2 separate regions of the Mus musculus genome follow, and region 1 is linked to region 2. The links are chromatin contacts, called in public Hi-C maps. All regions are on one chromosome and are shown on one strand. The core of a region is the stretch at or near the end of the contact, and the rest is flanking DNA. Distances in the headings are between cores, read along the strand shown.

Region 1 (2,958 bases), core at 97-2,596, 260 kb before region 2:
ATAGGTCAGTTTATTTATGCATCAGTTAAGATGCATTCCGTTTCTACACATTTTATTTACATATAGATTTGATTTAGATGGGGAGGTGATAAATACCTCTTCCATTCAACACAAGAAGACCTCTCCCTGAAAAGCAGCGTTATTTGTGTCTCTGAGTTCCCCCCAGAGTTTTCTCTTACCTATATGAATAAGCAAGCTTACATGTTACACACACACACACACACACACACACACACACACACACACACATACACAAAGAAAGAAAGGGAGCCACAATTTGATTTGGTGCTAAAACAAAAAACAAAAATGAAGACCAGAAATAAAGTATCTTTTGGCTTGTGCTTCTTAAAACACATCTACTTGTGTTCTTTTTGTGGGTGTGTGTTGGGGGGTGGGAGTGAAGCTGAGACTTCTACCTTGTCAGAAAAGAGTCTTAAGCTCTTTTTCTCCTCTTCCAGTTAAGAAACAGATATTCCTTTCCGCCCTGATATTACTCTCCCGATTTACTACTGGATGGTAGGGAGGGCAGAGCTTTGGGGCAAAAAGCTGAAATGCAGAGCAGACTGGAGGAGCAGAGGAGAGGCAGCAATCGGATGCCATGGGGGGGGACGGGACTGCACCCTGAGCTGCTCCTAAGCTCACAAGGAAGGCATGTGTCCCTTCAAGAGGGAGACTCCTGACCTCACAAGGTATGATGTTCTTGTAACTCTTACCTTCATCCAGACTCGCACACTGATTCTGCCATTTCTCTGGCCTGTGGCCCAGTGTTTCCCAGCCCCAGCCCCAGCCCCACCCCCACCCCGTGCTTTCTCATTTCCTGGTTGGAAAAGGTGCTTTGTCACAATGTGAAGGACTCAGAAGAGGGGAGCGACTGTGGAGCCGTCAGCCTATTAATTTGTAGTAATTTTAGTGGCAGCAAGAATCACAGAGCTGTGACTTTTTTGGTTTTTAGGGGTTTTTGTTTTTGTTTTTTGTTTTTTGTTTTTTTTTTTAGATTTTTTTGTTTTGTTTTGTTTTCAAAAAGTAATTTACTCTCCTCTCTCACTGATGTTCAGTTTTAGTCAGAATCAAATATACTTCTTCCTCCTCGGCTTCCCTGGGTACTGAATCACACAGGCTTGCTGAAGAGGAAGGGCCAGGAGGGCTCACCCTGGTCCTCTCAATGTATGGGCCCCACACATCTCTCACCAATCTCACACAGACTTTCAGGCCTCAATATCATGGTCAGGAAATATATTTGTTTTTTTTCAGAGAAAAAAAAAAAGGTCCCATGGCCAAGGTCATCTGTTGGTTTCTGGTGGTGTTTGTCATACGGCTTCAAACACGGTGACTCATAGTCACAAGTCTGAATAAACCTACTTGCTATCATTTATTAAAAATGAGTTTCCCATCGCGAGGGAGGCTGACTGACCTGTGTAAATCACGCCCCTGGAGCCCAGGGCTGATGAAATTACACTTAATGACACAGTCTCTGAGATGGCCCAGGTCTGCTATTTCTGTGGTTTCTTTTGATTTCTATTTGTTTTGCTCCACAACAAGGTCCTTTGCTGATGGCCCAGCTCTCAATGGAGGTGCAGAATCATGGAAGATGGGCAAAACTTTCCATTCTTTCTCTCCCTGCTGGAAATGGGCTGTCATGAAGTCATGAGCCCAAAACAAAACAAAACAAAACACAACAAACAAAACAAAACAAAACACCACAACAGCCTTGAGTGTTAGGGATGATTGAAGGTGGCACCCGAACAAACCCAGCTTGATTTTTTTTTCCTCTGGTGACCATCTTTATGGTGGGTGGAATATTCTAGATAAACAGCTGAAGGTCTCTTATACCAGTGGGTCCAGCTGCCCTCAGTAGAGATACCTCAAGGGTAACTCTCCCTACCAGGACCTGGTCTTTTGATTTAAGTTCCATAATCTTTTTATTCTATTTAGGGGAAAAAAAAGTACATAATAATCTAAGCCCCAAGAGGAGACTATCAATTTAGAATATGAAATATAAGCCCCAGCACACAGACGACGATAGCCTATTGACTACTGCATTTCCTCCCTGTAGGCTGGTGTGTATGCACAGCCAATTATAACTGCAAGAAGAGCCTGGTAGAACGAGGCTCAGGGGAGAAGGTGGCGGATTTAAAATGTGCATCCAGTCTTATTTACCCCTTCTCTTATTCTCTAGAGCACATGCATGCGCCCGTGTGTGCAGCAGACTTTCTAAAGCAAAAGAAAACCAGCAGCGTGATAGATGACTGACTTGCTATTTATTACTGTTTTTCACTAAGGATAATAAATATATCTACATGCTAAAAAAAAATTTCAACCAGAAATAAATGAAGTGAAAACAAGAGCCTTGCTTCTAGCTTCATCCCCACTCCCCATGGTTGCCAATGTCCTATGCTTTCCTCCAAAGACAGTTGGCATGTGTTACTGCTTCCACTGTCTGTATGTACAGGCAGTCATATCTGTAAACCCTGTTAGACACCTCACTTTTTTTTTTTTCGAGACAGGGTTTCTCTGTGTAGCCCTGGCTGTCCTGGAACTCACTTTGTAGACCAGGTGGCCTCGAACTCAGAAATCCGTCTGCCTCCCGAGTGCTGGGATCAAAGGCGTGTGCCACCACACCCGGCTAATTTGTTTTAACCAGATGGTATATCTTGAACATCCTTCCAAGATAGCTAGCTATCTTACAACTTTTTGCCAATACAAACCTACCACCAAGAAAGAGGTAACTTGAGGTCTATTTTTAACCTGCCGAGGCTGGTAGGATATCCATCTCTCATGGGGAATTCTCTTGCACATGACATGACCTTATTACCCAATGACTTTCTTCCTAGACTCTGACAACTCTGTCTCCCAGCTGCATGTTGACTTCCTATTTCTCAACCCACCCTGTCTCAGTCAGGAATTGGGGACACCCCCCACCCCCTCTGACCCTTTCTGCTGGTAGAATGTAGTTCACTG
Region 2 (2,933 bases), core at 290-2,789:
TGTGCCATATCTCCCAAGTTCAATGTTAACCCACATGTGCCTATGTATAGGGAAGATCTTGTAGACACACCAGGGAGACAATTTAAACAATGTTCACAATCATGTGATCTATCAAAATATGGAATTCCCCTTCAACATGATGAGTAACAGGATAAGTGCATAAACTATGGTATAGACAGTCACACAGAGATAGTCGTGACAGTTAAGATATATGAGGTATAGCTACCTAGGAAGTTTTGTTTTAAATATTTTATGCAGACCCCAAGTTAAAGGCAAAGTCTTCCACAAGACTCCCCTCATTTCAGATGCCAACTGTTGGCCTCAGGGTTCCTCGGGTCACCTGCATTTGTAATCACTGCTGTACATCTGATGACTCCCAGGATTCCTTTGGCTTGCTACTTTACTGTCATCACCAGTTCTCTAGAAGCTCGTACACAGGGAGAGATGGATGTGATCAGGTTTACATCCTTTCTCCATGAAACCAGTCTACTGGTCTTCCAAAAGACTGATGAATCCTTAACATTCAGAAAGGGACCCCTGAGTGAACAACTCGGAGCTGGGGATCGATACAAAAGCATGAGGAATTTATTGTTCCAGCATGCTCGGGTTGTCATCCTGCACCCGAAGGAGAAGTGGTGACCCTGGGCATCTGGCAAGTATTTATACAGTTTCCAGAGGCAGACTAGAACATCGGCAACAAGACACAATACGATTGGCAGAACAGTATGCCCTTTAAATTGATTGGTCTTTAGGGAATGAGGTAGTAGGGGCTTAATTAGCCTCTTCCTTCCTGCCTACATGCTCTCTGACCTGTTTCTTCCAGGAGGGGAGGGGTGCCTGGTGGAATTTTCCAATGGCTCTGAGCTGAGCTGACCTCTTCATCATCATATCCCATCTCTACGTCTGGCTCTTGTTCCTATCTTGAAGCGTACCCCTTCTAACTTGTTGAAAGTGTTCTTGTAAAAACCATGGTTTTACTAGCTGCAGATCATAAGTCTGTGCTTACCATCTCTGTGGGCGGCATACTGAGGCCATGATAAAGTGCATGACCTCTACCATCCAGGCTCTGTGCAAGCAAATGCTGTGCTGCTCTCACTATGAAGACATGTTCAACAATACATGCATGTATCAGAAGTATTGCATGTTACTTAATGGCATGTCTGTAGTTAAAACAAAAACTGCAGACCAATCCAGGCCCAAGAGCGTTTTTTAAATCTTGTATATACCCAAGCAGTGACACTGTCATGTGCTCTCAGAATGGAGAATGCTGACTTAGTAGAGCCACCTCAGCAATGACTGAACCCTTGGGTTCCCCAGCTCTACAAAGAACAGAACAGTTGGGACTGAACAATCACTCATGTTTCCTCAAACCATTCCTGGCAACAGTTATCTTAAGTCACATTTCCTGGAAATAGACCTCAGGACAGAGATTGGGTCTGCTGGATTTTTTTCTTTAATTAGGGAGTTGTTACACAGTAAAGAAGTCCTTTGACTTGGGTCCCTGGCATAGAGTTCCAAAAATCCTTGGAATTTCCTGAGTAATAGAAGTGTGCTTATCACACTGATGAAATGACTCAGGAGGGGCGTCAGACTGCCTTAGGAAGTGGTCTTACCACCAGACACAGCTGTAGGCTTAAAGGGTTGGACCTGAGCCTGTGTTCATGAAGGAGATAGGAGGGGAGAGACTGAGCTTAAAGATGTGCCCAGTGCTTTCATCATTCATATCTAGTGTAGACATGAATGATATCTCCCTCACCCAAAACTCTGAGCTACAAACTCAGTGGACCTTTCTGAATGTTAAGGATTCATCAGTCTTTTGGAAGACCAGTAGACTTGTTTCATGGAGAAAGGATGTAAACCTGATCACATCCATCTCTCCCTGTGTACGAGCTTCTAGAGAACTGGTGATGACAGTAAAGTAGCAAGCCAAAGGAATCCTGGGAGTCATCAGATGTACAGCAGTGATTACAAATGCAGGTGACCCGAGGAACCCTGAGGCCAACAGTTGGCATCTGAAATGAGGGGAGTCTTGTGGAAGACTTTGCCTTTAACTTGGGGTCTGCGTATAATATTTAAAACAAAACTTCCTAGGTAGCTATACCTCATATATCTTACCTGTTACGACTATCTCTGTGTGACTGTCTATACCATAGTTTATGCACTTATCCCGTTACTCATCACGCTGAAGGGGAATTCCATATTTTGATAGATCACATGATTGTGAACATTGTTTAAATTGTCTCCCTGGTATGACTACAAGATCTTCTCTAAACATAGGAACATATGGGTTAACATTGAACTTAGGAGATAGGCACACTGTTTTCCAGGGCACAGTCTCCTCAAGACAGGATAGGAAGCCCAGGGCTGCACATGCCCACAAAGACTTCCAATTTCCCCAAGTCATGTCACTTTTCTATAACAGAATGGGAAGAAAATAAAATCTCACCGTCGCCTTGATTTTTATTTCTCTGTTCCCCAGGGACGATCCTTATCTTCTCATATCTTCATTGGCCACAACTCTTCTCAGAATTATGTGAGTCTGGTCTGCATTCTCTTCCTTCCTGTGTCTACACTTTCTACTTAAGGCTGACTCCTGCCTCAATTCCTTTAGAGACACACTGCTGGTGGCACACACTTTCCTTCGACTTTGGTTCTGGAAGTGCCTTCCTTTCTGTCCCATCACTGAAAAGTAGTGTCACGAGTTCTAGGCTGGCAGGTGTCTGGGGTGCACTGATGATGTTGGTCCCTTTACTGACTCCTACAATTACAGCTGAGAAGTTGGCCGTTCCTTTGGTCGCTCCTTCAAGGGCGGCCACTTTCCTTCCATTCCCCATGTTTTAGCCAGTGTGTGCAGATGTGACTACGCCCCAAGCATGTGTGTTGTTTTCAGTTTTTAACCTAACTTTGAAATTCTAGACTCATTCTTGCATTTC

What was found. Hi-C and Micro-C count contacts between places; a contact is called where the count stands out from the background.
Region 1: a Hi-C map of pancreatic cancer cells shows a contact between it and region 2, with 2.1 times the contacts expected there. The contact joins two enhancer-like sites. A contact is called at or near these places in 1 of 15 datasets of contacts at CTCF or cohesin (CD8 T cells), 3 of 484 Hi-C or Micro-C datasets (bone marrow-derived macrophages, cerebellum and pancreatic cancer cells) and 4 of 115 datasets of contacts at active chromatin or transcription factors (CD8 T cells, embryonic stem cells, regulatory T cells and 1 more).

What each region holds. Positions count from the first base shown.
Region 1 is chr8:34,759,124-34,762,081 of GRCm38.p6, reverse strand. No RefSeq gene overlaps it. Among named protein-coding and RNA genes, the nearest start is that of Dusp4, 47 kb to the left of the region's middle. Within about 2 kb of position 1,346, at least 71 of the 459 cell types and tissues checked have an H3K27ac peak or open chromatin away from gene starts, as enhancers often do. A contact at or near this core is called in pancreatic cancer cells, where this site is marked.
Region 2 is chr8:34,501,462-34,504,394 of GRCm38.p6, reverse strand. It overlaps the pseudogene Gm8268. Among named protein-coding and RNA genes, the nearest start is that of Gm40489, 14 kb to the right of the region's middle. Within about 2 kb of position 1,539, at least 9 of the 459 cell types and tissues checked have an H3K27ac peak or open chromatin away from gene starts, as enhancers often do. A contact at or near this core is called in pancreatic cancer cells, where this site is marked.